2 separate regions of the Mus musculus genome follow, and region 2 is linked to region 1. The links are chromatin contacts, called in public HiChIP or PLAC-seq maps. All regions are on one chromosome and are shown on one strand. Each heading gives the region's core, a stretch centred on a gene start, on an enhancer-like site or on the middle of the called end of the contact. The rest is flanking DNA. Distances are from core to core; before and after follow the strand shown.

Region 1 (6,755 bases), core at 3,724-6,223:
TCAGTACTGTCCAACTATATCCAATCTCCAGCCACTATCCTGTCACTTCATGTGCTCACTGGGGTCCTTCCAAATAGGCAGGAATACTGTGTCTCTAACAATTTCTACATTCCCCCAGAAAGGCCAGGGCAATGCCAGGCTGCCGGCCTGTCCTCAGCAAATACCATTCCAGCATCCCAGGGGACTCATCCGGCCTCCCAAGGCATCAACGTTCCCTTCGCCATCTATCAACCTGAATTCAAGAAAAGAAGGCAGGCACTGAGTCGCCAAAGAGCTTTCAGTTACTCTGAGAAAAGTGCCAGATGCATAAAAATTCAGTTACCCCAGGAACGCAACGGGAATTCACACTCAAGTACTATTAAGGGTAGAACATGCCAAGGCGAAGTGAATTCCACTCATGTAACGGGCGGGATGAGTCAGGACAGAGGTTTCCATTACATCTGCTCATTTCCTAGGCTCACACTCAAACGCCATGTGTGCTGGCTTTGTGGAGGGTGTGCTCCACAGAAAGGCTCTGGTAACAATTAAGGAGGCCTGTGGGCTGGGGTTAGTGATGACTGCCCTGCCCACACGGGCAGACCTGAGCTAGCTACACACTCCTCAGGCAATGTTTGGCTCTTGGTATGCTGTGGGCATCTACAAAACAGCCTTTCTGAGAGGACAACACCCTGACTGGTCTTCCACACTAGAGTTCCATGCTTCCTCTTGTCGTAGGGAAAGGCAGAAAGGAAATGTGCCCTGTTGACCACTCTAAGGAAAAAACGTTGCTATTTAAATGTAAGCTCCTTCCAGGTGTCAAACTGACTAGCTGTGTATCAACTGTAGGGCAAACTGACCAGAAATATCTACCACTGTCTCTGTCCTCACCCCAAGGGCAAGCCAATCGTGTGACCAGATAAAGAAAAAGATTCAGGACCAACCCAAAGGCTCTGAGATGCATGTCCATACCGAGATGTCTATAAACCAGTATGGTTAAGTATGCCTCAAGGGTAACACACCTGACAAATGCTGGAGGTGATTTAAAAAAAAAAAAACAGTGAATGAGAGCCAGAGATGGGCACAACTTGAATCCCAGCACTAGGAGGCAGAAGCAGGCAAATCTCTGTGAATTCAGGGCCAGCCTGGTCTACATGAAGTTCCAGAATAGTCAGGGCTATGCAGAGACTATCATAGAAGGGGGAGGAAGAAACCAAGGTATGAGGGAGGAAAGAAAGGTTTAATCTGCAGCACCCACAAAGCGGCTTACAACTATCTGTAACCCCAAGTCTGGAGGATACTATGGCCTTGGATGGCCTCCAAGGATGCCAGACACACACACATGGACCAACACTGCATCAGCAGAGATGAGCCGTCAGAAAGGCATAGTAATAAGTACCTGGTCACTTACATCACAGAACCAACATTTCTCACTGTGTCCCCCCTAGTTAGCACCTTAGCAGGTGACAACTTAGCAGGGGACAACTATGGTGGCACCTAGCACCCTACTAGAAAGCACATGTCCAGTGCTTTGAGAAGGGGTTAGAAAAGTCCCAGAGTATCACAGCTCGGTGCTGTGCATCAGCCGTGAGCATGGCAGACTGGCCACGTGTCACAGAACCCAAGGTGACAAACTATGAAGAGGCATTCTATATAATCTTTACATTTCAGGGGCAGGGGATGCAGAACAGGCCTTGGCGGGTGTTCTCAGTGCACTATTTCTAGAGAAGGCTTGGCAATGAACATCAAACGTCTTTAAAAGAATTCATGCTCTGTGCCCCCCAAAATTCCATTTCTAAGACTTCAAGCTAAGGAAACCACTTAAGAGTAGACACACAATCTTAACTAGAAGGATATACAAAGTTATGTACACCAAAAGCCAATGCCCATTAATAAGGATTGGGCAAGTTCGCGCTACGACACGGAATGAAGAATTTTAAATACTGTAACAGAAGTGTCTCTGATCGGTTTGACATCAGCTGTCACACTGCGCATGAAGCGCCCCAGTACCCAAGCTGCAGGGCTTTGCACAGAGAGAGGAGCTGAAGAAAGCCGAGACCTGGAAATCAAGGGAGGGGATCCCCAGCCACAGGAAGACTTAAGAAATCTGGCCCAAGAGCAAGCAGTCCCTTGTGCCCGAGGTGACAGTGGCCTTCTCCCACTCCTTTAAACATCCAGGTTCCCTTCAGTGACATCTTTTGCTATGTACAGCTAGAATGAAGGGTCATCTTAGAGTCTGCTGTGCATTGCAACAAACATGTCTACTGACATACTGACTGGCAGGTGTAAAATGATGGAAAAAAAGAAATCCAAGCCGGGTAGTGATGGCGCACGCCTTTAATCCCAGCACTTGGGAGGCAGAGGCAGATGGATTTCTGAGTTCAAGGCCAGCCTGGTCTACAAAGTGAATTCCAGGACAGCCAGGGCTACACAGAGAAACCCTGTCTCGAAAAAAACCAAAAAAAAAAAAAAAAAAAGAAGAAGAAATCCAAAAACACTCAGATTTCACTTGTTAAAAACGTATGTAGAGGGACGTCTCAGCGGGTAGGAGCACTGGTTGCTAACTGGTCCTGAGTTCAATTCCCAGCAACCACATGGTCGCTCACAACCATCTGTAATGGGGCCTGATGTCCTCTTCTGGTGTATCTGAAGACAGCCACAGTGTGTGTGTGTGTGTGTGTGTGTGTGTGTGTGTGTGTGTATACATATAACAAATCTTTAAAAATGTGTATGTATAGACAAAGCTAAGGTGGTGTTCTTTCTCTCTTCCCCTCAGACAGGAGGGTCTCAGTAAATAGGCCAGGCTGGCCTCAAATTCCCAACCTTCCTGTCTCCGCTCCGACTGTTATATAAGCCTATGCTACCAGGCACAACCCGTCAGTTTTCTTTTCTTTTTCGCTTCTCCACGTTCTGATGGGGTGGATAATACAGAAGAATGTATCTGCCAAGAGAAAAACATTTCGAAATCTAAGTCCCGTTAGATGAGTGGCTGACTTCTGCGTTTAATACTGTCAATCAGATAAATTATAGAGCAAAACTAACCACAAGTTTTATAGTGTCGCTCACCTGTAGCAGCTAATTCCTATAAATTCTTATTATACAATGACCCCACCCAAAAAAAATAATAAAACCCCACCAGGTGAGGGTGGGGAGTAGGCCATCCTGAGGGTACAGGAAGAGGAACAGCCAACCACAGGGCTTTCTCTTTATTCCACCACAAAGAAATTCCCTACGTTGTAAGGCAGAGGTGGACAGGGGGCGGGGGAGGGAGGTGGGAAGGGGGCATGGAGGCCGGGAGGGGATTTATGGCAGGCTCTTGGGGAAACAGAGATCAACTGCAATCTAGTAACCACTGGCTAAGTGTGCAGTCTCCAAGCCAGCACCAGACAGAATGGAGAACCTGAGGCAATCTGCACCTCAGCCTTCCCCAGTCTATGCAGAGAGTGCTCCTCCTCAGCCTTCCCCTGTCTATGCAGAGTGCTCCTCCTCAGCCTTCCCCTGTCTATGCAGAGAGTGCTCCTCCCAGCCTTCCCCAGTCTATGCAGAGAGTGCTCCTCCCAGCCTTCCCCTGTCTATGCAGAGTGCTCCTCCTCAGCCTTCCCCTGTCTATGCAGAGTGCTCCTCCTCAGCCTTCCCCTGTCTATGCAGAGAGTGCTCCTCCCAGCCTTCCCCAGTCTATGCAGAAAGTGCTCCTCCCAGCCTTCCCCTGTCTATGCAGAGAGTGCTCCTCCCAGCCTTCCCCAGTCTATGCAGAAAGTGCTCTTTTTTTCACATCAAAGTCAACAGATGACTCAGCTCTGTCCAACAGTGACCCATGGTATTACAAAAGGCACAGGCAACCTTTGTTAGCCAGATTTCTCCGGCTGTAATAGAACACCAGACCTAAAACAACCTGAGGAGCAAAGGGTTAGAGCATAGCTTTAGTCAGAAAGGAAGGCTGGTCGGTGGGGGGCTGAAATTCAGGTAGAACCCTGGAGGCAGGCTGATTATTGACTTGCCTCCCATCCCCCATCCCTACCCCACCCCACCCCCAACCCCTGCTTTTTCAGCCTCAATTTCTAATACCAGCCAGGACTACCTGCTGGAAGGTCCCCAGTGGTCCAGGCCCTCCCAGGTCAACCATTAATCAAGAAATGGCCACAGCCAGTCCTGTCCTGTTGGGGCTCTTCTTCCCAGCTAATCCAGTTTTTGACTACAAGCCAGGATTTTCAGGAACAAACAGTTGGGAGGACAGTTAATGGTTAAAACATTATGGACGGAGAGCCCAGTGGTCAAGCGCGCCAAAACAAAACAAGAACAAACGCTGACTTCTCTGCAGAAATTAGAGGCTCACTGCATAGCCCCAAGTTGTAACCACTTCAATTCTTCCTCCTCTGAAAATCTGTCTTCTTTTTAAGACTCACAATCAGCTGGGTGGATGCAGGACGAGGATCAAATGTCAACAGACACACTTCTGTTAGGTCCAATGGAGCACTCCAAAATGGCAGTGATGGTCACGCTGCTTTAGGCCCAATAAACTGAAAAACTGTTACCAGGCAAACGACCCTAAAGGTGAGTTTTTGTTCACCAGGAAACTCTGCCCTTCATCCACCCCAAAGGTCAAGTACCCTGGGCAAAGGCATCTAGTTCTGGGTCAATCTGAACAGCTCAAAGATGCTGGCCCTGTGACCGCCATATAAAATCTGCTAGCTTTTCCACCATATTCCTCTTCCGTTGCCCCTCCCTCCAGTCTTGCCAGTTTGCAGGTTTATTTGCAATAAACTTTTCTTTCTACCCCGGAGTGGTCTGGTTTGACGGTTTTGCTGCGTCCTCGCTTACAACGTGCCCTACCTAACAGTTTTTAAAAAGTACTAAGGCCTGGGTGCTGGGTTTCAGACCCCGGACAAGTGAGGAGATGCTTATCGGGCTTCCGGGTTCTCCCAGCATCCCTCAGTCCCCACCTGTTCCAGGGCGTGGCTGGCCATACCCCGCCCTCTACCCAGAACTTCCCAATCCAGGGATAGGCTTCCTCTCCCCCAGAGGCTCTTCAAGACTCTCCAGACATTTGGGCGGGTCTCCACTCCCCATCTCCTAGCGCCTCCGGCCTTTTCTGTCTCCCAATCCGACAGGAACTTCTCTGACCTCATGCTGGGAGATCAGCGGGAACCCTCCCTTTAGGTACTTTCAATTCAGCTTGAATTGGCTATTTTGTGGGTGGAGAAATCCTATCGCGGGGGTTACAGTTTGATGGGATGAACGCCTGCTTTTTTAATCAATCCCTCACACAACATTAAAAAAAAAAAAAAAAAAAAACGGGAACAGAAAAGATGAGCGTTAAGCCCGCCTTTGATCCCAGCACCCAGACGGCAGATCTCTGAATTCAAGGCCAGCCTGGTCTACAAAACAAGTTCCAGGACAGGACACAGGGAAACCGGATCTCAAGGAAGGAACAAACAAAAGAACAATAAGAAAACGACAGAAATATATCAATATTTTAGATACCGGGTTTTTCATTATGAATAACTTTCCCCTATTAGCTGAATTCCAATGTTTGGGTTCTTTTAACAGCTGGGTCGGTCTCACATCTAAAATACAGAGGTTCCCAGCACATTTAGCATACAAATAAAACCCTTTAGAACTGGGGACTGAATGGCTGCTTTAACCTTATCTCTGCATCAAGTTCACTGCTTGATGCCTGGGTGTAAATACTCTACATCCCTCCACCCCCACACAGGGGCTGTGCACAAAACATTTATCAGCTAGCCTTCTGGATGTAGCACTTAAAAAGAAAACAAAGAACCCTAAAAAAAAGTGCTTCACAAAGATATTTGTCCTTTTCAGCTGAAAACTAGAAGAAAACCACAAATCTACTTTGGGGGGAGGGAGTGTGTTTCTAGTTATTAAATGAGATTTCTACTCCTTAAAAAGATGTAGGAGGAGGGGCTGGAGAGATGTCTCAGGTTAAGAGCACTGACAGCTCTTCCAGAGGTCCTGAGTTCAACTCCAGCAACCACATGGTAGCCCATAACCATCTGTAATTCATACAATTCCCTTTTCTGGTGTGTATAAAGGCAGCTACACTGTACTCATATACAAAAAATGAATAAATATCTTTTTTAAAAAAGATGCACTGGGAAGTTTATTACTGCAAGTCAGCAAAAATTTGTAAGGGGGGAAAAAATCCTGATAAGACCTAACTACTTAGTCAGTAATATAGAGGGGGTAACATTCAAACATTGGGTGTGGACACTTCTTCATTGTGCGTCTAATATCTGAAATCCGCTGATTAAAACTGTTTTGTTGTTGGCTTAAAGACACCTCCCACTGTGGGACAGACAGTCTAGACGAAGGAAAAAGATCTGCTTTTATTTATGCACAGACAAGGTGTCACTCACTCTCCTGCAAACCTCCTGCCTCAGCCTCCTTACTGCTGGGCTGTGTCTCCCGAGCCAGCATACCCAGCAAAACCTCTTTCCTCTGCATTCCCATTCTGTTTATACCCCACATTCTGATGGGCGCCGCCTCTTAAGCAAATGTTTGAAGCCAGAGTAAAACCTACATGGACACGAGACAGTCGGTGCCTTTCTTTCCCCTTGGGGTAGAAAACCATGCCCTCCTAAAGGACTGCCAGGCCCCACCCTTAGATTTCTTGGGCTCTCAACGGTGGGTGCTGCCTGGCTTGGCCAAGCACCAAACTCTAGAGCAGCCATCCTCAACCTGTGGATTGAGACCCCTATGGGTTGCATATCTGATATTTACATTATCAGATTCCTAACAGTGACAAAAATCACAGTTACAAA
Region 2 (6,704 bases), core at 1,120-3,619, 2.7 Mb after region 1:
TCGCTGTGCAGCGGGGAGCATTTTCCATGGTCACGGAAAGCGTTTTTCATACGTTAAGAATAGATATCCCCTGCAAGAGCTGGGGAGATGGCTCAAAGGGCCAAGTCACTCTGTGCAAATATGAAGACCTGCTTAGGATCCCAGCATCCAGATCAAAAGCCAGAAAAGGGGAGTGTTTTAGTAACCACAGCATGGAGAGACTGGAGCTTGCTGGTTATGTAACCAGTCTAACTAGATCAGTGAGTTCTGGTCCCAGGAAGGGAGATAATAACTGAGGAAGACACTTGCCACTGACCCCTGACCTCCGGACAGTGGGTGTACACACAAACTCATATGTACACATACATCACATACACAAAGAAAAAAGATTCCTCCACAGATTAGATTAGGTATTTGTAGAGGTAGGTTGTTGTCATTAAATTATCAATTCCTAGTTACAAAGGTTTAAAATATTAAGACTCTTTATAACGGCCTGTGCCGTTCACCTCTGAGGCAAGTATCATCTACTCAGAGACTACCCACAGCAGCATCCAGCAATCTCTATATAGGGTTGTTTCCTAAGGACTGTGGGATTACTAAGGAAAAAAAAACCTCATAGCTAGCTCCTCTAATGCGTAGCAGACTAGAAGAGCTATTCTCTATGATAATGGGTTCCTGCTCTATCTTAATGATTGAACTTAGCTATTACTGACGTTGTCCAAGGACATCCCTTGGGTTTCATCCCACCACTGCATGATAGAAACGGAACACAACCTGAAAGGCTCACCTGTGTGATGCTAGCCACTGAGGGAATCCTCAGTGAGACAGTGCAAGCTGGGCTGCCCAGAGCCCCTCTGAGAGGAGAGCTGCCAGGAGCTAGACAGACATCTTGCCCTTTAAGAGCACACACTGCTCTTACAGAAAGCCTGAACTGAGTTCCTAGCACCCACGCAGGGCAGGTCATAACTACCTGTAAACCCACCTCCTGGAGGTCTAACGCCTCTGTTTGCAGAGGACACTGCCACATATCTCCCCTCCCCCGTATTTTAATAACATGCATCATTAAATCCTGGCCAAAATAATTCTTAAGAGAAGAGAGGGCAGGGGGAGGGCAGAGAGAAGAAGGCTGCTGGTCCAGTACTCGCTGTTTGGCATGTGCTATCAGAACAACCCCAGTGCACTGGGTAAAATGTCAAAAGCTCTGTCCTCCCCACAGTCTCCCTTTCCTTTGCCTTCTTTGCTATGCTGATAATCAAACCAACCGCTTCTGCATGCCAGGAAAGCTCTCCACCGCTGAGCTACACCACCTTTCCCGTTTATGTATGTTAGTGCCAAGGCTTCCACCATTTAGATGCTAGAAACGAATTTTAAAAATAAAAATAAAAATCTGAAGCTATCCACAACAATTTCAACTTTGGGCTTCATTTATCCCTGGGGCAATTAGTTTAAACCTCTGGTCTAGTGATAGAAGCCAAATAATCTCTGGAAATTTCTTTGCCTCCCTTAGGACCAGCGGTCTCCTCTGTGCTTGGAAAATGTTGTAATGCAATTTGTGCTCAATGGAACATTGTGAAATGACTGGAGAATAATTTTGATTTGTAATGCTCAAAGGAAATATGACAAAGGGAAAATATTGAAAATAATGTTAGCGGTTTTCAATTAAAGGGGCATAATTCAATTGGAAACCCAATGGATGTCCTGAAATATTTATTTATTTATTTATTTATTTTTTAGCTCTAGTGACCCCCAATTTGGGATCTTCCTGATTCCTTCCCCTAACTGATATTTCACTTTTTAAGATGCTTTCAAAACAAAAGCGCTAAAAGGTTTATACTTTTAAAGATTTACCACAAGTAGCTGCCCTGTTCAGCTAGATCCGTTATTATAACTTTTAGACAATTCACATTCAGAATAGGGGGGAAGGCCAATTTATTCTTCTGGAAACATCTTTACATTATGAGGGGTACAGAGAGACTCTGTTCTTGTACAAATGATAGAAATATTCTCTTTTTGGGTAGCCATTTAAACCAAAGTATGAATCAGCCTAGGATGTGACATCTGTCATCCAAACATGTTTTTATTAAAGCCAGACAAAGGTAATGTAAAATAAAGGTGAGCGTCAAGAGGGGATCTGGAGAAGTTTCTTGGGGGGTGAAGTAGGGACAGACAAACTTGCAGAGATCAGTGGAATTCTTTCTTTTTCTATCTTCTTATTCTCTTCTTTTTTTCTCACCGAGATAGTAGAGATTGAGCCTGGATAAGCCTGACCAATACCCTACAGGTGAGCTGTATCTTTGCCTTCTTTTCAAGTGAAACAAAGGGGGGTAGGGGGTGGAGCACAGTCTCACCGCCTTGAGTAAGATGGCCCCTGAACTTGGGCTCCCATTGCCCCACGCCCTTGAATGGAATCACGGGATGCTCACTCTGCGGAAAGTCTGGGCGCACTGAGTTCTTGATGTGGATCTAATACTTCAATGAGTAGGCTTTCCCGGGATACTTAGCATATTTACAGTAGAATTTATTTGAAAGTCTAGTTTATCCGAAGGCTCAGTTGGGGCTTAGCCTAAGGCCTCACTGCTAGAAATGGCAGAGATGAGAACCCAACAGTGACACTCAGGCGCACGCCTCGGCCGCACCCCAATTTCACTTGATCTCTGCCAAGATGAATGTGGTTCTTTCATGTGGCCTCTGGCAACACAAAAATCAAGAACACGGCAAACAAAAATTGCAATTTTTTTTTTAACTCCATGTGAGCAACTAGGCTGCCTCTCCCACTGAATTAACCAAGTTAACTGTAGGCTTGGATGGTCTATTCTATTAGCGTGCTCTGATTATAATCCTTTTTTAGCTTGTCACACACAATTCTTTAAATGCTGGGGATGGGCTATGTTATTTTAGAAGCAAGTGGTATTTTATCTCTGTGATTTAATACAGGTTAAAAGGTTCATTGTGAAGAGTTAAGAAAATATGGAATATGTAAATGGAAAAAGTGAAGCTTGATAACTCAGGAACATAAGATAACTGATATATATTATACATGCCAGGCTCCCAGGCACACAAAATTGACATAATAGCATATATTTTGTTTCATTATGCAAATGTGTACTTATTTATTAAGACTGGAGCTCGTGTAGCTCAGGCTGTCCTTGAACTCAGTATGTAGCAAAGGATGTCTTTGGATTCCTTACTTTCCAGCCCTCATGTTCCAAGTAATGAGATGACAGGCATGAGCCACCATGCCAGGCTTCAGGCGGTGCTGTGGATCAGACCCCAGCTGTATATATCCTAGGTACAGCTGAGCTACACGCCCAGCCCCTATTGTGTGGTATTTAATTCACTTAACAAAGCTGATGAGTCGGCTCTGTGTAGTTACATTATATCATCTAATGGGCCTAGCAAGCAGTTAAGCAAGGCTGAGCTTTTTAGTTTTTCACTCTTATCTTGAATAGGCATTCTTAAATAATACAAATTTAATTAAGAGCAAAGATAATAATTTTATAAGTAAATTTACTTACTTTGAATTATGTGGGCAAATGATACTGTGGCATTTGATATCTATCTATCTATCTATCTATCTATCTATCTATCTATCTATCTATCTACCTACCTATCTATTTATCTATCATCTGTATATCATTTATCTATTGTTTATCTACCTATCACCTACTACCTACCTATCTACCTATCTCGTATTATCTGTCTTTCTACATTGTCTTCCAGAATCCTTCCTTCCTTTCTTTCTTTCTTTCTTTCTTTCTTTCTTTCTTTCTTTCTTTCTTTCTTTCTTTCTTTCTTTCTTTCTTTCTTTCTTTCTTTCTTTCTTTCTCTCTCTCTCTCTCTTTCTCTCTTTCTCTTTCTTTCTTTCTTTCTTTCTTTCTTTCTTTCTTTCTTTCTTTCTTTCTTTCTTTCTTTCTTTCTTTCTCTCTCTCTCTCTCTCTCTCCCTCCCTCCCTCCCTCCCTCCCTTCCTTCCTTCCTTACTTACTTCCTTCCTCCTTCCCTCCGTCCCTCCCTCCCTCCCCCTCTCTCTCTTTCTTTCTTTTTTCTTTCTTTTTCTTTTCAGAGTTTGAATGTGCTTGCTCCTTGCATGATAATTTGAGTTAAGGTACTGATAAGCAAAAAGAAATGCTTCGCCATTCTTTATATTTCTTTGAATGCTAAATTTGTTCACATTTGTATTGCATTCAGTTTACATAACAAAATTTGCCAGCATAACCACGTCTAAAGGCTTCAGTAGCTTAAGCATGACTTTGCTGTCACTCGGCCAGAACCACTTTTTTTTTTTTTAAAGTTTTATTTATTATTATATGTAAGTACACTGTAGCTGTCTTCAGACACACCAGAAGAGGGCGTCAGATCTCATTCAGATGATTGTGAACCACCATGTGGTTGCTGGGATTTGAACTCAGGACCTCTGGAAGAGCAGTAGGAGCTCTTAACCTCTGAGCCATCTCTCCAGCTCCCCCAGAACCACTTTCTATCTTTAGAATTTCTCCTTTTCTCAAACTGAAATTCTGTTCCTATTCAACATTGACTCTGGATTCTCTTCCTCTACCCTCTGATAGCAACCATTCCAATGACCTTTTGTTGAATCTGACTCATCCTCATACTTCATATAAATGATAGAAGGAATATTATAATCTTTGTCCTTTTGTGTTTAGCTTATGATGCCTAAGTGTGTTCACATTTTTAAACCAGCCATACAAATACATATGCATATATATTGAGTATGTGTGGTGGTCTGAGTGAAAATGGCTCCTATCGCCTTAGATGGAATGGCACTATTAGGAGGTATGACCTTGTTGGAATAGGTAGCTTTGTGCATCACTAGGAGATGGACTTTGATGTTTCAGATGCTCAATCCAGGCCTATCTTCTCGATCCCTGTCATCTGGTCCTAGAACTCTCAGCTCCTCCAGCACCATGTCTGCCTGCATGCTGCCATGCTTCCCACCATGATGATAATGGACTAATTAAACCTCTGAACTGTAAGCCAGCCCTTCATTAAATGTTTTCCTTTATAAGAGTTGCATGAATCAAAACAACCCTGAGATTCCACCTCACACCAGTCAGAATGGCTAAGATCAAAAATTCAGGTGACAGCAGATGCTGGCGAGGATGTGGAGAAAGAGGAACACTCCTCCATTGTTGGTGGGATTGCAGGCTTGTACAACCACTCTGGAAATCAGTCTGGAGGTTCCTCAGAAAATTGGACATAGTACTACCGGAGGATCCAGCAATACCTCTCCTGGGCATATATCCAGAAGATGTCCCAACCGGTAAGAAGGACACATGCTCCACTATGTTCATAGCAGCCTTATTTATAATAGCCAGAAGCTGGAAAGAACCCAGATGCCCCTCAACAGAGGAATGGATACAGAAATTGTGGTACATTTACACAATGGAGTACTACTCAGCTATTAAAAAGAATGAATTTATGAAATTCCTAGGCAAATGGATGGACCTGGAGGGCATCATCCTGAGTGAGGTAACACATTCACAAAGGAACTCACACAATATGTACTCACTGATAAGTGGATATTAGCCCCAAACCTAGGATACCCAAGATATAAGATACAATTTGCTAAACACATGAAACTCAAGAAGAATGAAGACTGAAGTGTGGACACTATGCCCCTCCTTAGAATTGGGAACAAAACACCCATGGAAGGAGTTACAGAGACAAAGTTTGGAGCTGAGACAAAAGGATGGACCATGTAGAGACTGCCATATCCAGGGATCCACCCCATAATCAGCTTCCAAACGCTGACACCATTGCATACACTAGCAAGATTTTATCGAAAGGACCCAGATGTAGCTGTCTCTTGTGAGACTATGCCGGAGCCTAGCAAACACAGAAGCTCACAGTCAGCTATTGGATGGATCACAGGGCTCCCAATGGAGGAGCTAGAGAAAGTACCCAAGGAGCTAAAGGGATCTGCAACCCTATAGGTGGAACAACATTATTAACTAACCAGTACCCCGGAGATCTTGACTCTAGCTGCATATGTATCAAAAGATGGCCTAGTTGGCCATCACTGGAAAGAGAGGCCCATTGGACACGCAAACTGTATATGCCCAGTACAGGGGAACGCCAGGGCCAAAAAAAAAAAAAAATGGGAATGGGTGGGTAGGGAAGTGGGGGGGAGGGTATGGGGGACTTTTGGGATAGCATTGGAAATGTAATTGAGGAAAATATGTAATAAAAAAAAGAGATAAAAAAAATAAGAGTTGCATGATCATGGTGTTCACAGTAATAGAAACCCTAACTAAGATATGTATAAATTAAAAAGCCTATTTAAATTACGTATATGAACATAGTTTTTATTTGTGTGTGGTATATATGTATGTACTTCGTGTGTGTGCATGAGTGAAAGAGTGATAGATGATAGAAACATAGATCTCCATCTTAACTTTGAGTCAGAGTCTAGCATTGACTCTGTAGCCCACCAATTCATCAAGACTAGCTGGCCAGCTGGCTTCAGGGCTCATTCTGTCTCTGCCTCTCAGTGTTAACCTTATACCAGACCTGTGCTTTTGTTTTTTCTTGTGAGAGATGGGGATCTAAATTCAGTCTTTATGGTTGTGCAGCAAGTTCTTTACCAACTTCAATGACACACTCTTATTGATTTAGAAGTATTATGTGTATATTAGCCATCTGTCCCTATTGCTATATTATTTTGGACACAGGGTCTCACTGTATAGCCTTGGTCTCGACTTACTCTGTA

Evidence for each region. HiChIP or PLAC-seq counts read pairs in DNA pulled down with a chosen protein or histone mark.
Region 2: an H3K27ac HiChIP or PLAC-seq map of embryonic stem cells shows a contact between it and region 1, with 2.4 times the contacts expected there. The contact joins two enhancer-like sites. A contact is called at or near these places in 3 of 115 datasets of contacts at active chromatin or transcription factors (embryonic stem cells, extraembryonic endoderm stem cells and stem cell-derived neural progenitor cells).

The regions. Positions count from the first base shown.
Region 1 is chr8:33,909,343-33,916,097 of GRCm38.p6, forward strand. The region is part of intron 1 of Rbpms (RNA binding protein gene with multiple splicing); the gene reads right to left. Among named protein-coding and RNA genes, the nearest start is that of Gm51528, 11 kb to the right of the region's middle. Within about 2 kb of position 4,974, at least 73 of the 459 cell types and tissues checked have an H3K27ac peak or open chromatin away from gene starts, as enhancers often do. A contact at or near this core is called in embryonic stem cells, where this site is marked.
Region 2 is chr8:36,616,807-36,623,510 of GRCm38.p6, forward strand. All of the region lies in intron 5 of Dlc1 (deleted in liver cancer 1), which reads right to left. Among named protein-coding and RNA genes, the nearest start is that of Trmt9b, 160 kb to the left of the region's middle. Within about 2 kb of position 2,370, at least 9 of the 459 cell types and tissues checked have an H3K27ac peak or open chromatin away from gene starts, as enhancers often do. A contact at or near this core is called in embryonic stem cells, where this site is marked.